Regions from separate parts of the Pan troglodytes genome. Here regions 1 and 3 are each linked to region 2. The links are chromatin contacts, called in public HiChIP or PLAC-seq maps. All regions are on one chromosome and are shown on one strand. Each heading gives the region's core, a stretch centred on a gene start, on an enhancer-like site or on the middle of the called end of the contact. The rest is flanking DNA. Distances are from core to core; before and after follow the strand shown.

Region 1 (3,152 bases), core at 303-2,802, 370 kb before region 2:
AAGTCCCTCCCACCTGTTCATTCCACTCCAAGAAAAGTCCTCTTTATTGGCACTATTTATGGGAAAGCCAGTGAGGTCACCCCATTTTAAAAAGCAAGTCCGTCTCTGAAAATAAGATTTCAATGAAAATGCAACGCAAAAGGGCACACGACTGCAAAATTCAAACAGCAAGAACGAACCTCTCTATAAAGAGAGATCCATCACTGCGCGGCTTCCGATGCCACCCGAGGAGGAAGAGCACGCAAATCCTGTCCAGCGTTCGTTTAAAACGAAAGAACAGTAACAGTCGCAGACAGAGGCCAACCCCTACCATCCCCCGTCATCCCTCCGAAAACACTGGGGAAAAGAGCGGCACTGAGCAAAAAGACAAGATGACATGGATTTTGCACTTAATGCTAACGAGGAGCTTGGGACCCAACAATCAGCAAATAGCAGAACCCATGGCAGATGGGGGGAAGGGGGGCCGGTTCATCCGCAGTCGGAGCGATTAGAAAACAGGTTTCTGCCTTCGTGAGAAGCCTCATCGTGGGAAGTGTCACCGCCTGGCTCAACACTTGCTGGGTCGGCCCCTCCGGGAGCCGCGGGGAGTCACCCCGGCTGCCGCGAGGGGACCCCCGTCCGCCCCCCGCCCCCGCTCCCCGGTGCCCGCAGCCCCCGAGGCCAGGGTCTCAGGGAAGGAGCGGAGCCAGGCAGTACCAGGTATAGTCGTCCTCGTCCCGCCAGGCGGCTACGCTCTCCAGATCCAGCAATTCCACCTCGTCCAGCAGCGTGGGGGGCGGCGAGGGCGGCGCTGCAGCTGCCCCTGGCGGCGTCCCCGCGCCCCCCGGCTCCGGCCCGCCACCGCCCGCGCCGAAGAAGCCTGCTGCCGGCTTGAAGTAGACGAAGGGCGCCTCGGGTGGCTGCGCCAGGCTGCAAAGCAGGGAGGGCGCGGGGCTAGGCAGGCAGAAGGTGCCCGGGAACGCGGGGCTGGAGCCACCGCCGCTGCCACTACCGCTGCCGCCACCGCCCCCCGCGCCCAGCGCCAGCCCGAGCCCCAGGCCCCCTGAGGCCGCGGCGGTGGCCGTGGCGGCCGGGGGGCTCCGAGGACCCAAAGGGCTGCAGGCCCCAGCGGGGGGCGGCGCGGCGGGCGGCGGCGGCGGCAGCAGCAGCAGGTGCGGGGCGGCGGCCGCGCTGGCCGCTCGACTCCGCAGCTGCTCGTTCTGCTTCTCCAGCTTGCGCACCAGCTCCTGCAGCTTCTTCACCTCCAGCTCCGCGTTCACCACCGGCCCGGAGCCCGCTCCAGAGCTGACCCCTGCCGAGGCGCATTTCACCTGCTCCGCCATCATCGTGGGCCCCGAGGGCGCCGCGGCCGCCAGGGAGTGCGCGCCGCCGCGCCGGCTCCTCGGGCCACGGGGAGGCTACGGCTCCTTCCCTGTCGCCCCGGCCTGGGGGGCCGACCACGCGTGGGCTGAGGCCGAGCCGGCGGTTCGCATCAGCACCGGGCCCTCGCCTCCGGCCGCGGCAGCCACCACCGAGCTGATCTGCACATGCTCAGTGCGTCCCTCCAGTCCCCTGGGCGTCGCGGCGGCTCCGGGTTTTAGCCGCGGCCCCGGAGCGGGGCGGGGCAAGAGCGCCGAGGGGGCGGGTCGGGGGGGGGCGGAGAACCGTGGGGAAGCCCACCCAGGGGGCGGGGCCGGCAGCCCGGGTTGGGGCCGGGGAGCCGCACCCACCCTCGCTACCTAATCCCAGGTGCCTGATTGGACCTGGCCTGAACTTTCCCGCCACAAGCACCTCCTCCTGCCGCTTGGTGGGACAGCGAACTGCGCGGGTCTCTGAGGCGTTTGCGGGGACCAGGGGGTTCCCAAAGAAGCAGCTGCAGGTGCTGGCCCTCGAGTAGTGCACCACCGGCCCGCTGGTTTGCTCCCTTCCCAGCTCTCTGTTAGGCTCCGTGACAGCACTTAATAGCCACTGGCTAACGAATCCTATAGAAAACTTAAAGGCTGGGGATCGTTATTCTAAAAACCGAAAAGTGGAGATAGGGGGAACAGAAAGGCTTTGGGACGATGCCACTCATGTTCTCATTGGTAATAGAGAAACAAAATGGTGGGAGACAGGAGACCTAGAAGAAAGAGAAGAAAGCCCTCTCTCTAAGAGGTAGAGTGGCCAGCTGCTAAGGAGACAAGTGTTTACTTATTTATTCTAAAATAGTCAAATTTGAACTGTTACCATCATTGTTTGTCACAATAAAAGAAGAACTGCTTTTTTTTTCATACTATGTATATTCATGCATTCCCCAAACAAAAGATCTTTGAGCACCTACTCTGTGCCAGGAACCATTCTAAGAGCTCGTGATGCGGGCAATGAGTACAACAGGCAAAAATGGTTATGGGGAGAAATATGAGTAAAATTGTTTAGTGCTCCTTCTATTAAATAATGTATAAGTTATTAAAGTCAGACTTGCTGGTGGGAAAGCAGAAAACAGAAAACCTCAGAATTCTACCCAATACACTTTAATCTCACCTGCAAACCTGCTATTTCTTACCACTTGGAAAACGAGCAAATCTGCTTTTTTTAAAAGAGGCTTTTAAGCAGAAGAATTTAATCGAGTTGTGTTCAATGAATACTGACTGACTTAGCATTTTGAGTGTTTAACACAATCAGAGGAAAACCTGAGATTATATTATGAGAAAAATCTACACCACTGGTTCTCATCCTCAGATGATATACTATCTAGTGAAAGTCCTTGCGAGGGACTTTACATACCAATCTTTGTGACAATGTACCTCATTTCTCTGGAGCTGCTAACACATCGTATCTATTGGTTTCAGATATGGTTTTGTGTCTTCCTGCTCAGAAACACTTGTATCTTCTCAGTTGTTAATCTACATCTCTAGCTTCTGTGTGCAGGGTGGATGTTCTGCATTTAACATGCTTGGTGAGCGCTTCCATAAATTAGCTAAACGCGTGTGTTGACTCCCTTAACCTTCCCTGTGTCCCAGCTTGCTAGCCCACCACCTAACCACCTGTATCACCCATCACCTTTCCAAGTTTCGGTATATCTTTAGGATTTTTTTGGTTATTACCAAAACCTGGAGAAATGGAGTAATACTACTGAAAGTCCTAAGTAAAGAATCTATTGAAGGATTTTTCCCGCATGCTCAGTGGCAGATGCG
Region 2 (3,149 bases), core at 56-2,555:
TTCCTATGTTTATCCCACTGCTAATTATCTTTAAAAAAACTAAATGAAATCCATCCATTATTTAAAGCTTCAGAAAAAATGCATTGCTTTCAGCAACCTTCCACCCTAAAACTAGAATTAATTTACTTTCCTATTCCTTGTTGTTTGCACTTCTCAAACACTAAGGAGGATTTTTTAAAATTTATTTTATTTTTTTTAAGAGAAGGCCATCCGAAGAAGAGGCACAGATATAAGAACTAGTATATAGATGAAAGATACAGTACTGGGATGACAGAACTTATAAATTATTTTGTCAGGACTGTAAATTAGGAAACTCTTCAAATTGAGAGTCAAAGGATAAAACGTAGTAGGAATCAAAGTGCATTGGCACGTATATTTCTAGAGCATATACTTAGATGGTGTTTGTAGGTTAGCTTGGAACAAAGGACTGAGCAAATGTTACTTTTTTATAGACAACAACAAGATATGTGATGGATCTGACATTTTCAGACGCTATACAGTCTCAGTCACAATTATTGTTTCAGATCGCATTCAAGAATTATCTTTAAAAATGTAAGTTTGGGCAGAAAAAAATAAACCATTAAATGACCACTGCCAAGAGATAAAAGTGCACTCTTAGGTGAGTGAGGAGTCAACAAAAAAGAGTAATTTTAAAAATATTATTGCTCCGTTGAGAACAAGAATTTGGGAATGACTCTGGCTTGTGAATACTAGCCTATCTGTTATACTTTCACACACAAAATACTTTCACACACAAAAAAGAATGTGCTAGATTACTACCTGTCTTTGTAAGTAAAAGCTGTGTTAAACAAGCGTAAATCCTAATGACAAAAACCATATAAAATAAGATCGCTAAAGGCACTTCTAATTGGGATGGTTTTCTCTGCCTTAAACTCTGAATTAATCAGCAGAATTCACAGTAAATCTTCCTGTTGGCAGCAGAGCCTTGGAGAAGAGGTAGCAGAAGAGCGTGCCACTCCTCCTCTGGCGATGCGCACGTTCCCCCTTGCTTTCTGGTCCTCGTTCTTCCACCTGGAAGGAACCTGAAGTCGAACGTCAGTAGCTGACAGCCTCCCCAGCACTTTCCTTACTCTTCTTCAAGCTGCCAGTAAAACCCGGAGAAGTGGACTACTTCAGATTCCGCACAACCCAACAGCCCCAAACCCAAAGCCCCGAGGCGGAGGGAGTGGTGGCGGAGAGGGGGTGGGGAGGAAAAGGGGCGGCAGTTACTGAGCATGTGCGAGGAGTGGCGCATGCTCTGTGAGGCCGGCAGCTTCCCATTGCGGGTAGCCCCGGCGGTGGTAGCGGTGGTAGCGGTGGTAGCGGTGGTGGCGGCGGCAGTGGCGGCACCGCCTCCTCCTCACACTCCCGGGGTGGCGGGGTTAGATGAGCGGCCCCAGTAGCGGCGAGGGCGGCGCGGGGGGGAGGAGGAGAAGAAGGAGGAGGAGAAGGAGGTCGCTGTCTTTGTAGTCTCCCTGCTGCGGGAGCCAGAGGCCGCCGCCGGAGCCGTAGTCGTTGGAAAAGGGCTGTGTGTGCGCGCGCGTGTCTGCCCGCCCGGCCCGCGGGGACGAGGCGGCGGCGGCGGCGGCGGCGAGGAAGATGATGTGCGCAGCGACTGCCTCCCCCGCCGCCGCCTCCTCGGGGCTCGGCGGGGACGGATTCTACCCAGCCGCCACCTTCTCTTCCTCCCCTGCGCCGGGGGCGCTGTTCATGCCGGTTCCCGACGGCTCCGTGGCTGCTGCGGGGCTGGGGCTGGGGCTACCCGCCGCGGACTCCCGGGGTCACTACCAGCTGCTGCTGTCAGGCCGGGCCCTGGCCGACCGCTACCGGAGGATTTATACCGCTGCGCTCAATGACAGGGACCAGGGGGGCGGCAGCGCTGGACACCCAGCCTCCAGGTGCGTCCCCAGGGTGCCCTTCCTTGCACCCCATGCCGCCCTTCCTTGCGCCCCATGCCGCGCGTGCACCCGCGTGTGTGTGTGCTTGCGTGTGTGTACCTGCGCATTTATTGAGCTTTCAGTCCGCTCTGGATGTCTGTTGGCAGGAGCACTTATCGAGATAGGAGGGTGCGGTGGCTGCAGTTTCTGCTGTGTGTGTGTGTGTGTGTCTGCCTGCCTATGTGGGGGGATAGTGAGGGGTGGTAGGAGAACCTGTGATGCTGGAAAAGGCGATGGTGCTGGTCGGCTGTGACACGTGTGTGTATCGTTGAGGTAGGAGGTGGCATGGGTAGAGAGGGTAAGAGGATGATACACGAAGAGAATTGCAACAGTGGCAAGGGAAGTGGCGTTTTCAGTGTCTCTGCCGCAATGTTATTTGCACGTGCCGCCTCTCCCATGACATTCCTTCCAGCCCTTTCCACCTCCCTTCAATCTGCCTTTCACCAAGAGGAGTCATGGTATAGATTGGTTGAGTTTTGGATAAGCAGGCCCGAGGGATAGGCGTGAGGTTTGCTTTAAAAAGATTTATGAATAAGGGACGCAGATGGAGATCTGTGTAGATGCGAAAGGTGTCTGATAGAGATTTTTAGAGCTGTACTTTGATAACCGGGCCTTTTGGTCTTCTAGAAATGAGGTGGCAGTTACTCTTGTGATCTGATGTCCCATCGGCCATTTCTCTTCATTCTCTGTTCGATTTCCTCTGTTACTTACAGGCTTTAGAGTAGAGAGGGTTTTGTAGGGAAAAGGGGAAAACTGCAGAACTTCAGAATATGACAGCTGGTACAGCGTTCAACTGCCACTAGCTAGAAAATCTGAATAGCGCGTAGATCTGTCTCTTTTACTTGGGTTGGCTACACCTTCAGCTTCCTTGATGTAGATGTTCAGTTGGTTTCATTTTCTTTTTCTTAAAATGTGGGTGCTTTTTTTTGCTGAGGGCTCTCCTATTGTTTTCTTTTCCATGCCCTTACATGCCGCATACCCTGAAGGATGGTGACTGACTTGTTTCACCAGCTTTGACAGTGGTAATTGGGAGTTGGCTTCATCTTTTTTTTCCCACAGCTTCTTGCAGTACATGGGGAAAACATAGTAGGAAACTGTCAAAATGAGTTAAAGAGTTTACTGTTATTTATTGAATGTGCAATTTATTAGGCAATTGTTAGATGTCTTTTTCTCCCATTATGAAAGGGACGAGGCTGTAAGTCAGGTATTTGT
Region 3 (3,331 bases), core at 390-2,889, 300 kb after region 2:
ATAACCGTAATGTGATACAATATTAACGTAATGCAACCTATGCTCATCACGTTTACTGAATTGGTTTAATGTACTTTGCTGATCATTTATACTGTTCACCCAACTTTAAATAAATGGGCCTGTATTTGACTTGTTTGTTTTTCCTTAATAATTATCATTGTCCTTCTTAGAACTTCCTATTGTTCCTCATCATCCAGTCACTGAGGGACCTAAACAAATGTTGCAGTTCAGGCAAATCCACACTCATGCTACTAGAGGCTTTGTACAGTTTGATTCAGTGATCTGACAGCTGGCAGGCCCTTAAAAAACACCGAACAAACAACACTGGCATTTCCCCACATTGAATTCATTTTATTATAGAAACAGTCTCACTCTCTCACCCAGACTGGAGTGCAGTGGTGACATCATAGGTCACTGTAACCTCCTACTCCTGGGCTCCAGCCATCCTCTCGATTCAGCCTCCTGAGTAGTAGCCGGGATTACACCAAGCTCGTCTGATTTTTTAAAATTATTACTCTTCTATTTTTTTGTAGAGACAAGAGTCTGGACATATTGCGCAGGCTGGTCTCCAATTCTTGACCACAAGCAACCCTTCTGCCTTGGCCTCCCAAAATGTTGGGATTACAGACATAAGCCTGTACCACTCCTGGCCTCACACTGAACTTCGACGTAACTTTATACATGGCTTCCTAGCTCAATTTCTTGAGAAAACGGGAAGAACGGAGAGCTCCCTGGGCACCACTGCTTTTCAGTGTCTTACACATGGGTCTGAGTGTTCTAAGACATCTTTGAATGGAAAACTACTTTCTTTTTTTTTTGGAGGTGTAGAGAGGAATGGCGCATGATTCAACTTAATGATATTGCACCTAAGAATGTTTCTAACTGTAAGAAAACGCAGTATCAAAAAATCCAAACTTTAAAACAAGTCAACTAGGTAGCAGTTACAAAGATGCCTTGATTTACAAAAGGATTCACCAGAGGTTTTCTTTTCAGCAGCTTTGTAATCCTTTACTTTCCCCATTGCGTTTCAAAAGCTATTTACAAATTTCAGGACTCTATTTCATAAAGCAAATGTCGTTTTTAAAATGTAATAACTCTAATACTTTAGAAATATTGGGAAATACAAATATTTGAAAAACAAAAACCATGTGCAATCCCAGCGTTAATACTCTCACTATTCTGGTACATTTCCTTGGCATCTTTTAAGCACCACTTATGCACATCGATGCGCGGGTCTTCGGAGACTGTATTTAACTCCTCGGTTTCAGGCATCCGGGGCGGCCACCCGCGGGCCGCGGTCCCCAGCAGGCTCCGGCGAGACTCCTTCCTTTCTTTTTTCTGCTCCACCTCCCTAAACCTTCCAGTTTCAGCCACAGATAGTCTCTTCCACATATAGCTAGCTTCAGCCCTCCCACATTCCATCTCAAAACAACAAAAAAAAATCCCCTTCAACCGGGAGTCACATCTCTGGCAGGAAAGCAGAGGCTCGTCCCACAGCGAGGAGACTGGGGCGGCCGCAGCGCGCGCTCCCGCTTGGGCGCGGCCCCACTCCCGCCGGGCTCCGCCCTCCCCGCCCCCTTCCCGCCCCCTTGGGCGGGGACGCGCCAGGGAAGCGCGCGGCCGCGAGCCCCAGGCGCCATTTTAGACTCACTGTTTGTGGCCCAGGCGCAGGAAGCTTACGCGGTGGCAGCCGCTCGCTGAGGTAGTCTCTCGCGGCGCCGGGGATCCCTGAACACAGACAGCGCGGGACCGAGAAGGAAAGCTTCTTTCTGGGCAGCCAGAGCCGCAAAGGTGGAGCCGCGTTGGCGCCCTCTGCGGGACCAGCGCCTCGGATGCGGGCGGAGCGCGGGGGGCCGCGGCTGCGGGAGCGCGAAGCGGGGGGCCAGGGGCGCCTCATGTGAGAGCCGCGGGACCTGCAGCCGCCGCCGTCCCCGGAGCACGGGGTGGTGTGTGGGGGAAGCCGCCCCCGGCAGCAGGTAACGGCGGAGGGGCAGGGCCGAGCCCCGCTGCGACGGCGGAGCCGGGGAGGGACCGCGGACCGTCTGTGGGCGGGCCGGGGTGGGGTGGGGGGGGCGCGGGGGCCGGTGCGCGCGCGGGCCGCTCCTCAGGAGTGCCGGGCGGGGCGCGGGGCGCGGGGCGCGGGGCGCGGGGCGCGGGGCGCGGGGCGCGGGGCGCGGGGCGCGGGGCGCGGGGCGCGGGGCGCGGGGCGCGGGGCGCGGCACCCAGACCTTGGAGCTTGCTTGGGGGCGTTTCCCCGCCGTGCCTGCTTCCAAACATGTCAACAAGGCGTGGTGCGTGTGCGGCGGCCGCCTGCAGCCTGCCCGCGACGCCGCCGCTCCCGGGTTCGCCGCGGCTCCTGCCCGGCTTTATGACCCTTGGCGGGGGCTGGTGACAGGCACCATGGAGCTCGCACTCTGTGGGCTCTCCCGGCGTCGGCTACGCCCGTGCTGGTAGCTTGAGCAATGAGGCACTGAACTGTCAAAGCAGACTGCCCAGGGTGGGGCGCATGAGAAATGTCAGGGGAAGCCAGTCGGTGGAGAGGTGGCGCAGGGAGGAGGGGACGCCCCCGCCGCTTAGCCAGGCGAAAAACTTGGTCAACTTGTGTTGAGCGGATTCGCGTCTGCCTTTGGCGTGGGCAGTCCTTTAGGTGGGGTTGCAGACAGGGGTCAGGAAGCAGCCCAGTAAATGGTCTGTATCTCCAAGCTGAGAGGTGAGAGAGATCATTTTTATTTTGTCGTTGCTAATGATGTCCAGTTGAGTGACCCAGATTTTTTAATTAGAATCCTCCTTTTCTAACTTCAAAAAAAAGTAACTTAGTTTCTGTTATCTCTGAAATATTTATAAAAATACCATCAACTATCAGTTATCTATCTATCTATATGACCTGTAGACAGATTTTCGCCACTGTGCGCTCTCTAAGCATTTAGTTGTGAGTTAACCTCTTTATAGTGTTTTATTCTTGTAGTTCAGCCAAAGAATGCATATTAGTTTGATATTAGTAAAAGCAGAACAGAAAGGAACTGTGATGCCAAAATAGGCTTTTTAGAGTTAACTACAAATGGGCATTTAAAATTATTGCATGCCCAGTGTAAAAGTGCCTAATACAACGATGCACACGGCTAGCTGTTCACTTCCGGTCTTCACCTAATGAAGTTGACTGCTTCTTTCAAAGTTCTTTTTTTTTTTTTTTTTTTTTTTTTGAGACAGGGACTCACTTTGTCACCCAGGCTGGAGTGCAGTGGCGCGATCTCGGCTCTAGCGATCCTCCCACCCCAGGCTCCCTAGTAGCTGAGACTACAGGCATGGGCCACCATGCCCAGCTAATTTTTGT

Evidence for each region. HiChIP or PLAC-seq counts read pairs in DNA pulled down with a chosen protein or histone mark.
Region 1: a contact with region 2 is called in an H3K4me3 HiChIP or PLAC-seq map of stem cell-derived excitatory neurons, with 3 times the contacts expected there. The contact joins the promoter of SLAIN1 here to the promoter of MYCBP2 in region 2. A contact is called at or near these places in 1 of 7 Hi-C or Micro-C datasets (stem cell-derived neural progenitor cells) and 1 of 1 datasets of contacts at active chromatin or transcription factors (stem cell-derived excitatory neurons).
Region 3: a contact with region 2 is called in an H3K4me3 HiChIP or PLAC-seq map of stem cell-derived excitatory neurons, with 2.0 times the contacts expected there. The contact joins the promoter of FBXL3 here to the promoter of MYCBP2 in region 2. A contact is called at or near these places in 1 of 7 Hi-C or Micro-C datasets (stem cell-derived neural progenitor cells) and 1 of 1 datasets of contacts at active chromatin or transcription factors (stem cell-derived excitatory neurons).

Annotation. Positions count from the first base shown.
Region 1 is chr14:83,373,221-83,376,372 of NHGRI_mPanTro3-v2.0_pri, reverse strand. SLAIN1 (SLAIN motif family member 1) reads right to left here and starts at 1,552. Exons shown (of 7, transcript XM_024348306.3): 1 at 697-1,552. The coding sequence starts at 1,325.
Region 2 is chr14:83,003,870-83,007,018 of NHGRI_mPanTro3-v2.0_pri, reverse strand. It overlaps MYCBP2 (MYC binding protein 2), which reads left to right and starts at 1,305. Exons shown (of 85, transcript XM_063792229.1): 1 at 1,305-1,898. LOC129136842 reads left to right here and starts at 1,387. Exons shown (of 1, transcript XM_055078618.1): 1 at 1,387-1,470. The coding sequence starts at 1,387. The coding sequence ends at 1,470.
Region 3 is chr14:82,703,553-82,706,883 of NHGRI_mPanTro3-v2.0_pri, reverse strand. FBXL3 (F-box and leucine rich repeat protein 3) reads left to right here and starts at 1,639. Exons shown (of 5, transcript NM_001280348.1): 1 at 1,639-1,976.